2 separate regions of the Hordeum vulgare genome follow, and region 1 is linked to region 2. Evidence: chromatin contacts called from public Hi-C data. All regions are on one chromosome and are shown on one strand. The core of a region is the stretch at or near the end of the contact, and the rest is flanking DNA. Distances in the headings are between cores, read along the strand shown. Region 1 holds the start of LOC123443930 (probable receptor-like protein kinase At2g42960). Region 2 overlaps LOC123443928 (glycerol-3-phosphate acyltransferase 1).

Region 1 (7,274 bases), core at 3,869-6,368, 700 kb after region 2:
CTTATCGAAAGGACTACGATAGATCCCCTATACTTGTGGGTCATCACTTCCACACATTGTCCATAACTCCAGAAGGCACGGTGGAACACTCCGTGGTTATCATCTACAACATGATACATGCCCGGGTTCCTATATGCAATTGCTCCCAACAACCTGGGGAGCTGGTTGTATGCTTCTTTGTAACCACCATACAACATCCTAATAGTATTTGCCTTGGCCCTTCATGCCTTCCCATACTTGACTTCATGACCATATAGTTTTTCGCTGTCCTCATGAGAAACCTCACTTTGACAGTGGGATCGACAGCTATGTCTTTCATAATTTTGTACCCGAGGTACTCGGACGTGAGCTGACGGTGTGTCATACGATAACGTTTCTTTGGTGGTTTGCAAAAATGAGTGGGAACACAACTTCTTAACACCCATTATCCGGTTTCTCCTAACTTTCTTGCACGAACCTTCCATGGGCATCCTTCATCTCCTTTCGCACACTTCACGGTGAACCGCAAATTTATGTCGGAGTGCTCAACATAAAATGGCCCGTGCTTCCGAATGGCATAGTCAGACAACCAAACCTTCATGTCATCCAAAGTGAGAAACTTCACTCCTTTCTTCAAATAAGCATTCTCATCCTCATCCTCATCCCTTGGTTCCCCTGGATGAGGGTAAGGTGTTGGCTCAATCGTCGTGTTTCTCATGCCACCATCAACTACGGCTTTATGAGCGAGGCTTAGATCTTGAAACACGTGTTTTCTTTTTTCCAAGCCAGTCAACTCGAAGTGAATTTGGTTTTCCTCCTTCGTGAATCCATCCTCGTCCAATTCTTCCTAAAGACCTTCGTCATCTGAGTCATACCCATATAGACGCCTAAAAGGTAACTCACGATCCATATCCTTTTGCGCTATGTACGCATCCAAGTTACCAATATCAATACCAGGAAACCCTTCCTCTACTTCATCCATATCAACATCATCATCACCAACATCACCATCCTCTTGAATTATTTTCTCAGTAGCAATCACATCAACTTCATTTGCTTGGCTAGTTAGTGGTTGGCTACAAGCATTAGTGCCATACAAAACCAACGTCATTTTCTTGGCTAGTTGGTGCTTGGCTATAAGCATTGGAGGCATCAATCACAATACTATCCTCAACAAAAGGCACACTTCTCCTCTCGGTCATTGGGGTAGACACGGGCCGGTTCAAGTCAATTGCAAACCGCGAAGCTTCAACCTTGGTGGCAAACAGTTCAAGTGACTTGTCTTATCATGGGAAACTTTTTCCTTGTACACATCCCAATGCAAGTTAGAGGTGATAGGCATACTTTTCAAGCGAAATTTGGCTCCAACTCCAACATCATACCTTCCTATTAACTTAACACCATCATTGGGGTCCATCCACTCTAAAACATGTCTCACTTTTGCAACAAGCTCATCATAGCTAGGACTTGTACCGAAAACAATTGCTTCCTCATCGGCATCGGCATTGTTAGTCAAGAATGCCTCCTTGTCCATATAATGAACATTAACAAGTCTCCCCATCTAAAGACACCATGAATGAATTAAACACATCAATGACAATACCCTAAACACTAATTAAGATACACTAGTGACATTAGTTAAGATACACTAATGACATTACCCTAAACACTAATTAACCCTAAATTTAAAACTTTCTACTCATGAAGCTAATATTTATAGCTACAACAAGCACATCCATATTACCAACTATAAAACCAGCTAACCCTAAAAGACACCAAAAATTAGGGGAAAAGGCATGAACTAGGGTTTCTCCAAGATTTCAAAAATATGTGCAAATAACAAGATTTAAGCAAAGAACAAATTTGATGTATCAAAGGAGATTACCACAAGCAACAAGGTGATGGAAAGATCCACCGAAGGAAACAACCTTTTGGAGAGGATTTGAGGGGGGGAGTTGAGGTTTGGAGAGAGGGGAAAATGAGAGTAGGAGGAGAAAGCTCGGGCTGGATTGGGGAGAGTAAGTGGGGTGGGTCCCACCCACTCTCCCGTGGGCTGTGTAAGTTACCCGAGCGAGACGCCAGGGTGCGTGGCGTTTGGGTCTTGGGGACCACACGCCATGGCCCCTGGCGTTTGGCCCTTTGCCAAGTCAGCTGGTCAACAACGGAGCGGATCGAGCGGCCCCCCTACCAGACGCCATGGTCCCTGGCGTCTCCCGTGCAACCCAGACGCTAGGGACGTTGGCGTCACGTAAAGAGGTCAGATTAGATTTTTTTTCCAAAAAGAGGTCAAAACTGAGTTTTCTTTCTCCAAAAGGTTTAAACACAAAAATTTACCATGAAATGACGCAAATACATTTGCCATGTTGACTCATGACCGGTCTCACACGAAATCTCGTGAAAACCCAACGGTTTAACGGGCTTCTTCTCTGATGGGGTGTAAACGTCGCGTGGGGTTTCTCCCCATGCCCAGCCCGAGCCCATTCACTCTGCATCTCTCTCCCCTCGTCATTCGCAGCTCTAGATGCTCTGAGAGCAACTCTAGCAGACCCCGCATCCGACCGGCCCGCAAAACGCGTTTGCAGTTCGGGGGAAACCACTTTTGCGGGCTGGCTCGGACGGCCGCAGATGCAGACCCCCCAAACGGACCCGTAGAAAAGTATATTTGCGGAATATGCTTTTATACAGGTCGGCTTTTGTGGGGTCTGTTCGGACACCGCCGCGTCGACCCGAAAACATAAAATTCTCAATTCTCACATTTGACATAAGTTCCCACAAATAAGTTCAAATTCAAACAAATAAAATCCAAGTTCGGTACGACAAACGCAAAAGAGGGCCTTGCATCATCTTGGTCGATCTTCACTTCGCGCCATCGAGTCTATCTTGAAGTTCATCAACACCACCAAATCCACCTCCGGCGCTTGTCCCAACTCCCGCACCGAAGCCATCGACATTGCCACCATATGGAGCAGAGAAATATCTCCGGAACTGTAACACGGGCCGGCCGACACGACCATTCTCCTCTTCGAGATCTCTCTCCTTGCCATATCATGCCATGTTTTGGTGAGGTCGTCCATGTCATCGCGGTTCATTGACATGATCTTGTTCTCTTCGGCGAGCAACAAGGACATTGATTTGTTTTCAGCGGCGCGTGCTCTTCTCTCCTTAATGGCAGCTTTCCGGAGCCCCTCTTCTTTGAGCAATTGCCACTTTTCTTCCTTCTCTTTTGCCTTCTTCTCGACCAACTCTTTCTTGATCTCCAATGACTTCAACAACATCAACTCGTTTGATTGCACCATGGCATCAATCTTCTCCCTCAAGCTCGATGCTTCTTGCTCTCTCTTCATCTTCTCCTTAGTCTTCTTGTCGCCATCGGGCTTGTTCAAATTTCTTGGGCCATCATCATCCTCATCTTCATCCATGTTTGTAAGCGAGCCTCTGTTCGGTGGGGATTCTTTGTCGATCAACTTCCACTTCTCACACTTTTGGAGCAACTCCCAACAATGTTCTAGTTTGAAGAATTTGCCTTCCGAAGATTCCATTTATTTGTATCTATGTTGGGCAATCTTGTCCTACACAATGTGAACAAAGTGATGTAATCAATTCTCATGATGCAAATATGATTATGCTCAACTTGAACAAAGGCAAAACAAACTCACATAGTCGGATTCCACGGTCCCACTTGAAGGTGCATTGCGTACTTGCTCCAAGCAAGCTGCCCAACGGCTGCACATAGGCTTCATATTCTCCCAACGCCCTTGAAGCGACCGAAATGTGCGTGGAGTCCTATTGGGATACTTTGCCATAATGCAGAAGTATTGATCTTCGATCCTTTGCCAATATCTCTTGGCGGTTTGAGAAGTACCCGTGCATGCATCAAGAGACACTGCACTCCATGCTTGTATCAAAGCTTGATCTTCCAACATCGTGTAGTTCTTCGATCTTTGGATTTTCCCAGATTTTGATTGCGATTACTCATACGCTTCCGCTTCGATCTCCGCCAAATCGTCCTCACAACCATGATCATCCACGCCGCCCTCCGTTTCATTGTAGTCGAATGTGGCGAACGGGGCTTGATCAATGTCAACGACATTGGTGTCCAACAAATTCACAAACTCGGAAGTTGGATTGTTTGAACCACCGCTATATTGAACGATTAACAAGTCACGAGCTACCGCAACAAATGGCGAAAACAAAAGGAAATGGCCATGACCGAAGACGCATACCTTCTGGCCATTTCGTCAAACACCTCACTTGCGGGGGGAGCGGCACCGTTGAACGACATCGCCGAGGCATCTCTTTCCGGGATGGAGTGAGAGGATGAAGGAGGCGGCTTGTTTGTAGCCAGAATCCTCTTCCTCTTGCTGCCCGCGGCCTTGGTGACCTTCTCCGCCGTCGGCCGAGATCGCGCAACAGCGTTGGCGCCTGGAGCGCGAGCCTTCACGACGGGGGCTGCCGGATTTCGGCCCTGCACGACCACGTTGCCCTGCCGTTTGCGGGCAGGCACGACACTAGCTTGAGCGACGGCGGGGCCAACATGGCCGGCGATGAGATCCGCCCGAGGAGAAGGAGCATGCGCGACCTCGACGGTGACGGGGGGCAGCAAGGATGCGTCCATGGCGGCGAGGGACGGCCGCGGAGGATGCACCGGAGCGTGCGGTGGCGAGGCAATGGTGGCGGCGGGGTGGGGGAGCGGGAAAGGCCGCGCGGAAATGTCCCTCCCGCCAAATCTCGTTGCGGACAGGGGCTGAGCTCGGGTCGACCTCCGAGTCCGTGAAACTAGAGGTTGGGGGAGAAGTTTTGCCGCGCCCCGTAAAAATATTAACGGGCCAGAGCGGGATGCAGGGTCTGATCGGGCAAGTTTTTTCGCCCCGATCCGCATTTTGACGGTTATTTTGTGAATCGGGGTGGAATGCGGGGTATGCGCTTCAAGTTTGTGACCCGCAGACTAGAGCATAGCATCCGCTAACATATCCTAGGCAAAGACTGGCGCAGAGGATCCGGGGAAGCCCGAGGGGATTTGATGACCAGCTCGCGACAGCTGTGCGTGCCCCGGCATGCACCAAGAATTTGCAGACCCGGCGGGCGGGGGAAGCAAAAGATAGTGGCCAAGGCTGTCCCGAGCCAGCCAGCCAGCCTGAATCCATGAACCCTCTTTCTGCGCCATGCTAATACATGCAGTTATTATATTCTGCCAGTTGACCTTATCCTGCAGACCAGCACATTGCCTCCCCTCCACCTCTCTCTCTCTCTCTCTGCTCTTCTTCCATCTCCTCTCGCCCGTTTTCACCAGTCTACCACGCCATTTCTTTAATCGCCTCCCTCACCCGTTTCTGCTTCGCGTCTTCCTCATCCAGCCTTTAATTGTCACACCTGCAACATCCACCACCTTCCAATCCTCCCCCCTTTTACTCCCTCTCACCTCTCTCTCTCTCTCTCTCTCGGATTCCCCCTTCGCCATTGCTGCCACAGGCTGGCTGGATTCTTCTGAAGCTTTGCTACGCGCGGTTGGTTCTTGCTTGCATTTTCCGGTCTCAACTTTCTAGCTTCATCAAGCGCTCGCTACGGGTCGTCTTAATTTCGCTTCTTCCCCTCTTTGATGGTTCTCTGTTTGTTTGTTTGCTCAGGTTCTTTGCTTGACGAATGAGTGGATGGAGCTTCTGCTGCACAAAGAGGTAATAAACTTTGATTTCCTTTTCAACTGGCCCTACTGCCATACTGAGATCAGACATCTTCGTTCCCCTTCTTGCCACTCCATTGTAGTACCAGTCTTTGCTCCTCAGATCGATGCATCTTGCAGACAAGAAAAAAAAACGCGTGCGTGCCTGTCGGAGCAATTATTGTACAGGACAGAAATCGTCCGTCCAAGGAGATTTTCTCTCTTTCTCTCTTGCAAGGACAGAGATGCTTGTTTGTAACACGAGATGTGTTAATTGTCTCGATGCAGCAACAACCTAACCGTATCTAACTTTGTTTACTACTGTCCTTCAGGGAGAAGAATTCGTCCACAGTTGCTGATGCCTAGCAGTGCCAAAATTTAGCACACTGCCGGCTGCCGCCATGGTTTCCACCGGTCTGAGTTCAGAGATGACGAGGAAGGTTCTTGGCCTTACATTGTGGGTCTGGATTGCAATCGGTGTGGTCGCTCTCCTAGTGGCCATTCTGCTGATGATATGTATCTGGGCGGCGTCCCGTCGCAAGACAAAGAGAACCATGGAGAACTTGAGCCAGACGCAGATCCCCATCTACTCCAAGGAGATCCCGGTGGACAGGGTGGGCGGTGGGCGCAGCCTTGCGCAGACGATGCATGAACGTGAGCAGCCTAGCCTCCCAACGCAGGACAAGCACGCCGCGAATCGGGAGCCGGGGAAGGCAGCGGGGCATATGGCATTGAGCAAGTCCTCGGATCACGATAACGTGAGCCAGGGAAGCTCCGTGTGCAATGTGGACCGGGTTGGCAGCGTGCATTCCGGTGAAGATGCCGGCTCGGGGAAGGGCAGGAAACCGTATTCTCCTGCGGCGTTCGTGTCCGCGTCGCCCCTGGTTGGCCTTCCTGAGTTCTCTCATCTCGGTTGGGGTCACTGGTTCACTCTGCGCGACCTTGAATTCGCCACCAGCCGCTTCTCAAAGGAGAATGTGCTTGGAGAGGGTGGTTACGGAGTTGTGTACCGTGGCCGTCTGGTGAATGGAACTGAGGTGGCCATAAAGAAGATTTTTAACAACATGTAAGCTCACTTTCGGTGTTTATAGCTACTTTTCCTATCTGTATACTTGTTCCAATAATTGTGCTGTTGTGCATCTTCCTGCGGTTTGCAGGGGGCAGGCGGAGAAGGAATTCAGAGTGGAGGTTGAGGCTATTGGCCATGTACGGCACAAGAATCTGGTCCGTCTGCTGGGATACTGTGTTGAGGGGGTGAATAGGTATGTGAAGTGCCAGGCATAAATCACTTGCTCAATTATTTCTTGAGAAGCTGCCTAGGCAGTTCAGTACAACAGGCAAAAACTAGGTCTGTTGTTCAGAAAAAACTTGTTCTCAAGTTAGTGCAAGGACTGGACTATCTAAAATGGGCCTTGGTAAAACGATGAGGGAACTGGGACTCTAACTCTTTTTGTTGAGATATTTATTTGTCGCTGGTTAAGTACATAGTTAGAACTTACTGTGTACTAAACCAGTGACTAGAAATATGGAGGGAGTATACTAAACCAGTGACTAGTAATATGGATCGGAGGGTGTATATCATTAATATAAATTTGTATATGTTGTGTTTCTGCAAAAGATATAGTTATCAATATGGCTA
Region 2 (7,127 bases), core at 2,578-5,077:
CTATGGTTTTTTACGTAATTGAAAACGTGAAGACATGGGATTGGATTGAAGGAAGTGGAAGGGCCCACACCCATAAAAATCAGGGGCCAAGACAATTTAGTTAGGCATGTTACGTAGGATTTAGTAAATGAATTACGTAAGTCTAGCATTTTTGCCTGAAACACCATGTACAGATGAGGGGAGAGGAATAGTGCGTATCCATTTGCACCAACGGATTTCTGAGCAGTTCCAAGGAATAATAGAGAAAGAGACTCTTGTCTTGTGAGCATAAGGAGATAAGGCTGGTTGTAATAAATAGTACTCCCTCCGTTCCTAAATATAAGACTTTTTTAAAGATTACACTATGAATTACATACGGATGTACATAGACATATTTTAGAGTAGAGATTCATACATTTTGCTCCGTATATAGTCTATTAATGAAATCTCTAAAATGTCTTATATTTAGGAACGGAGGGAGTATCATATACTAGTATCATATATATGATACTAGTCTATGATACCACATTTGTAATACATAGTATCATATGTTAGTATCATATATTAATTTATTTATTATTATATAAGACACATAGTAGTTGACATGCATGATACTATCTATGATATTTTTATTATGAACAACCTAAGTCACATATGTACAGTATCTTTTTTTAAAAGCCGTACAGTACCTTTTTATCACTTTCAGCTATCGCGCTCCCAACAGTCTGCATTAATTCCCTCGCAAAAAAAAATCAGCCTGCATTAATTCCCTCGCAAAAAAATCAGTCTGCATTAATTCCCTCGCAAAAGAAAATCAGCCTGCAATAATGTTTGGAGTAAAACGACGTGACCGTACCGCGCGGGCAGAACTCGCTGTCTCCTAGTACGTCGCAGCATGATAGGTGTGGGGTCGGCAAGAAAAAGTACTGTAGTGGGCTACTTTTCTCTAGGAATAGTAAGCTGCACCACGTTGGGGGCGACACTAGGCAACTCAAATTTAGTTTTTAGCACTACAACCTTTTTTTTGCTATTATGGGCTGGAGAACGGGTCTCTAGTTACACGTTGCAGAATGGATAAACCTTTCTTTTACTGGAATAGAGATGGATAAACTTGGCCTGAAACTGGGACTGCCCGATCTCAGATCCAATCTGTGGTGGTCAGTACATGCGAACCTTTAGTATGTTTGGTGACAGTTAAAACCTTGTGCTTCCTCCCAGGGGGAGGGGGGATATCAAGTGCTCCATGCTCCAACTTCAAAAAAATCAATTTCAAACGTGTCACAAAATTCTGGAAAAATATATGAATGTTTACAAAGAATGTGACTATAACTCCTAAAAATTTCAGGTCCAAACTCTAAATGCACGTTCAGAAACAAAATGTAAAATCTATCATGAATAGTGTCATGCAAAGATAAAAGCAACATTCAACACTATTCACATTTAAATTTGTTTTTTTTCTCAATGTACATTTCGAGTGTGGACCTGAAATTTTTAGAGGATATAGTCACATTCCTTATGAACATTCACATGCGAACATTCACAATTTACTACAGCATTTTTTCACAACTTACAAAACGGGCTAGAAAGCATAGAACTTCGTCTTATAGCATCCGGTCAATCCAGAATCAAAGTGAGGAGCGCCTTTTCAACAAATTAGTAAAAGGAAAAGGTTCATTAGTTGGTGATGGCAACGCAATCACTTGAGCTTTTGTCGAGCCAGGCCAGACTTCATTTTCAGGTTTTGCTTTAATGATGGTCCGGGTCCTCTGAGACGTTTTACCAACCATGAACAAAGAAAGATAATAAAGACTTGCCCGAATTGAGCATAGATTAATTTTGATAACTATGCCATTTACATATGAGATTGATTTCGATAATTTTAGATAGGTGGAAAACATTTCTTTTGGAAAGGGAGCAACCGAGCCCGAGCTCCAATGATTGCTTATAAAACAAATCCATGACATGTATGTCAAAATATTCTAAAAACATTTTCCATGTATATAGAAGTGTATTCTACATAGTTGTATAATTTTATTAGGAAAAATGTTATGTGAGGAATAAATGTGAAAACTCAAAACAAAAAAAATGTAGTCCCGCGATGGTCTAGAGGAAAATCCAGCCAAGCAAATTCAGTGTTTGTTCTAGCTAGAATGAAAAGCCATACGTCATGCGCGGTCCACGGTATGGAAGATGTCCAAAAAAAATCTCTTATGCATCTTGACCTCCAGTTACCTGGATTTTCTAGAGTAGACACATGTTGTTTTTCTTTTAGATTCTTTTGAAATAATCAATTTTTTTGAACATGGGAGCATGTGAGTATTGGGAGGCGGGCAGGGGCAGTGACGACTAGGGGTGGCGGCGGGTGGCGAGTAGGGCATCATGGGGGAGGCGGATGGTAGCGAGTAGAAGCAACGGACTCGAGGACGAGTTGTCCATGGCTCAGGAGAGGAGACGAGGCCATGTGGGAGGAGAAGGGGGGTCACAAGGGGTGAGGGTTCCTCGTACGTTCGTGGTTGTAGGTGGGAATCTGTGAGTTTGGACTTCGCGATCAGAGTCGTGCTTGTTGTTATGTGACCGAACTTTTAGGGTGTTCTCGTCTCAGCATAGCTATGAGCCTTTATTCATCACATAAGCATAGCCGAGGAGAGCCCATACACTCTTCCAAACAACGAAAAATGAGTTTATAAGTGAACTTTTGACCTCATGCATCCTCCTTGCACCCTACTATACATATAGTAATATTATCCCCCTCTGCATGTACGGTGAACAATGGTATGTGTAAGAGGATAAATTATCCCCCTCCTTTGAGGAAGCATCCTAAAGATAAACCTTGTTATAGTAGACAGTTGAAAAGTTATTGTGCCAAGCCCCCAAAATACCAACGCACCGGACTAGCAAACGTCAACAATGAAGAAAAGTGTGGATTGAAAGGTCCAATATGTAGACACACAAGCATAGAGGAGCGGAGACAATATCCATGAAGATCCGCCAAAGACAAACACCGACAACATCTCGTTAGATCCACCAGAGACACACCTGCGCATGCCCTCCGATGATGTTAGACGCAACGCCGAGACAGGGGCTTGGTGGGAGAACTTTATTCCATTTTCAAGAAGTTGCTGTCGTCGCCTCGCCTTACTAAGCTAAATAGACAAGCCCTAAATAGACTAATAACATAAAAAATCAAAGCAAAGTTCCTCTTGTTAGAAAGGATCGGGATCTGCCACTACTCCTTTGCCCTAAGGCTACAGAAATGAGGCAGCTCGGCGGCACACATGAGGTGTGGAAACCCTAGACGCGGGAGTGCTCATGTGGGGAGGAGAAAATTGTGGGAGGTCGTTTTGTTTCCCCTCTATCTGCCCATTTTGCATATATTTTTTCAAAACAAACGGACAAGGTGGTGCATGGTCTGTTTTGTGTTGTAGTTTTGGTCCGTTCTTACAAATAAAACATGGATGAATCCGAGTACACATGAATTCACTTCGGAAAACATATTTCTAAATGACAAACAATCCAATTTTTCTTCCACGCGTACATCCCCACAGTTTATATGCGCGAAAAAAGGTTCTATGAAAAGATAACTTTTTTGCCATGTGCGTAGAAGACCAAAAATATGTCATGAAAAGCTATTTAGAAGCACTCAAGTGTGTCTTTTTCACTCAAGCAAAATAAAAGACATTTTTTCATTAAATATTGTGCTGTATACATATCTTTATCAAATAATAAAGCACTTTCTGGTAGTCCGTCATTCAAGTTACCCCTAAAAACGTCAATAATTACCCACAATCTCGCTCGTAAGTGAAAAAAGGGTTTACACCGGAGAATCCCGGTCTGGGCCGGCCCATGCAGTTGGTGTCCTATACTGCGCTCCGCATGCTGGGGGAAGACACAACGATCCTGTTCGGGTCGTCCATGTCAGGGCGGCCTTTATTTTTCGTTTTTTCCATCTTTATTTTGTAGTGTTCTACATTCAATAATTTGATCATTCAAAAAACTTATGGGAAAACAAAAAATAATAGATAAATTTGAAATAAAATTTTACACAACTCAAAAATGTTTGTGGGCTCAGAAAATGTTTGCTACTTTTATTTTTTTAATTATTCGCATATTCAAAAACTTTCACAAATGTTTTTAAAATACTCAAAAGTAAAAAAGTACATTATTTTTGTAAAATAACGGGTACTAAAAATTGTTAAAATTGAATAAAACTGCAGCAATTCAAATAATGTTCATAAATTGAAACAATCATAAATTTTTTAAAAATGTTCGTAACATACAAAATTATTTATTAATTCAAAATTTGTTCATTGATACGACAAAAGTCATGCATTTCTAAAAGAAAATCTTTAATTTTTGAAATTGCTCGTTGATTCTAGAAATGTTCGCCGATTCAAAAAAATGTTTCTAGAAATGTTCACAAATTTTGAAAACTACTTGCAAAAAGTATAAAGGATTATAGGAAATAAAAATAAAGGCAGAAAAGAAGCGGCATCTACGCGGGGATTATGTAGGCAAGAAAAGGAAGGAAAGCCGCGGGAATTTGGGAGCTCCGGGAACGCAACCAAATCCCACAGTCTTGTCTAGATGGGCCGGCCCAAGAACAAGCGCGGCGCGTAAAAATTCTGAAAAAATGGTCGTCGACCAGGATTCGAACAAGCTAACCACTAGATCAATGATCTGTCAGTTGTTGCTCTTAGTGAGAAACATTTAAGAATAAAATAGTAGATGTGCTATTTATTGCGCACTAAATGTACAGTCCAATTTTTTTTGAATTAACCGAAAACATGTTCATAATCATAGATTACAAATGAAGTTTACGACCATGCAAAAAAATTCACGTATTCAATAAAAAGTTCACAATGGAAAAAGTTCATGGATTCAAAATAAGTTCATTTAAAAAAAAGGCTAAATATATTACGAAACAAATTGCACTGGATAGCATTTTTGAATTTGTGAAAAACACAAAAAACTAGTAATGTTCGTGGTTTTTAAAAATGTTCATCAAATTTGAAAAAACAATTGGGTAATTTGTAAAATAGTTCATCAAACTATAAAAAAGTCCATTCAATTCTGAAAACTGTTCACTTATTTTAGAAAAAGTTCATCATTTTAGAAACTAAGCTCATCGATTTTGAAAAATCTTCATTCATTTTTAAAAATAGTTCACAATAAAACAGTTCATTGATTTCAAAAAAAAGTTCATCAATCTTGGAAAAAAGTTCATCGAATCCGAAAAAAGCTCATCGATGTTGGAAAAAAGATCATTTATCCGAAAACAGTTCATCGAATTTAAAACAGTTTATCAATTTCGAAAAAAGTTCATATCTGAAAACAGTTCATCGAATTTAAAACAGTTTATCAATTTCTAAAAATGTTCATTGGATTTGAAATAAAGTTCAGTGACTTTGTAAAACGTTCACCGAATTTGAAAATGGTTAATGGATTATGAAAAATGTTCAACAATTTTTAAAAGAGTACAGTGATTTTGAAAAACGTTCATCAAATTTAATAAAAATTAAAAGTATTTTGAAAATCGTTCTTCAAATTTTCAAAAAAACTTCTCTGATTTTGAAAAATGTTTGTCGAATTTAAAAATAGTAAATTGATTTAAAAAAATCTCAACCAATTTAGAAAATGTTTATAAACTGTTTCAATAAGTTCGTCAAATTTTAAAAATGTTCACCGGATTTTTAAAATGTGCATCTAGTTTGAAAAAGAAAACTACCGATTTTAAATAAAAAATCATTGTTTTTAAAAAAAACCATCTATTTTTAAAAAGGTTCATTAATTTTTAAAAAAATCATAAGTTTTTCAAAAAACAAGTTCATTCAATTTATTAAAAAAGAAAAGAATTATCCGAGAAAGAAAAGAAAAAAGAAAAATAGGAAAAAAGATATAACAAGAAAGGGGTGGAAAGATGACGCTGAACACGTGAGGTAAATGCAGCCTGTTGGTTTGCGTAGCGATCGCACCGCGCCATCGGCGATGAGGTTGCAGGTTCGAATCGCAGGCCGAGCCCAACTAAGCCTGCTGCAGGCGCCGGTTAACAGAAACAAGAAGAAACCGGATGCTGCAACGCTGAATAGGAAACGGTCGGGAATTGTATTGGCAAAAAAAGGAAGAAAAGGAGCTGACAAGGAGAGGATTCCTTATTATTTCTTATGTGATGGGCTAATTAAAAGAAGATTGCTATAGGTGGCTATAAAAACGTGATTAATTAGCTGTGAGTTAATGACAGGTTAAATATGTGTGTGTGTGTTTGAAGAGAAAACCAGAAAGAGACCCATGTCTCCGAAGAGAAAAAAAATGTGCAGAAGACTTTGAGCGGTTGTGTAACCAGTGGTGATAGCAGCCTTGGATTAGGAGAAAAATAGATTGGGTGTAGGAAGAAGAAAAAAAATTAAGAGTAATTTAACCAAAAGGAAAAAATCCAACAATATTATATGTTGCATACAAATACTAAAAATATAAGTTTATGGCATTAAGGTTAACCAATTAATAAATTTATTATGCACCCATTGCAATGTACGGACCCTTTTCCTAGTTTTACTAGCATGTACATGTTAAATTTTGTTTTCATTTTAAAATGCCTTTAATTCAGGAACAATCCAACCATGAACGGTGTGTAAATTGTGTTTGGCTTGAGAAACCATTCATTGTAGAAATATCTGAATTGTCGTCTACAAAATAGAAATTGTACCCCGTATTATTGTTGTGGGAATTGATTAGAATTATTTTTAATGATATTTGGTTATATGATACTCTCTTCATTCCATAATATAATGTGACCTCGTTTTTCGAGATCTAAATTTGATCATAAATTTGACCAACGAGACCGACTGCGGCGGAAGCAAAAAATTATACAAATTCGTATTATCGAAAATACGAATTCAACGGTATAATTTTTGCTTACGCCGCAATCGGTCTTGTAGGTTAAATATATGGTTGAACTTAGATCTTGAAAAGCGCGAACGCACTACATTATAAAATGAAGGAAGTAGATTTTTATTTATGATATTAATATAAGAACTGAAACCAAATTACGAGTTATTGTATTTCATCTCTCCTATATTTAAAGAGAATGAAAAATTTTGTCCACTAATCTCTCGTCCAACTTAATCTATGTTCCCTTCTCTCTTCACCTTATT

The links. A called contact is a pair of places that touch in the nucleus more often than the background predicts.
Region 1: a contact with region 2 is called in a Hi-C map of seedling, with 4 times the contacts expected there. The contact joins the promoter of LOC123443930 here to the enhancer-like site in region 2. A contact is called at or near these places in 1 of 6 Hi-C or Micro-C datasets (seedling) and 1 of 1 datasets of contacts at active chromatin or transcription factors (embryo).

The regions. Positions count from the first base shown.
Region 1 is chr3H:386,212,921-386,220,194 of MorexV3_pseudomolecules_assembly, forward strand. LOC123443930 (probable receptor-like protein kinase At2g42960) reads left to right here and starts at 5,119. Exons shown (of 9, transcript XM_045120493.1): 1 at 5,119-5,483; 2 at 5,604-5,651; 3 at 5,968-6,701; 4 at 6,793-6,897. The coding sequence starts at 6,037.
Region 2 is chr3H:385,513,529-385,520,655 of MorexV3_pseudomolecules_assembly, forward strand. The region is part of intron 1 of LOC123443928 (glycerol-3-phosphate acyltransferase 1); the gene reads left to right. Among protein-coding and RNA genes, the nearest start is that of LOC123443928, 4.9 kb to the left of the region's middle. Within about 2 kb of position 3,828, at least 1 of the 3 cell types and tissues checked has open chromatin away from gene starts, as enhancers often do. A contact at or near this core is called in seedling, where this site is marked.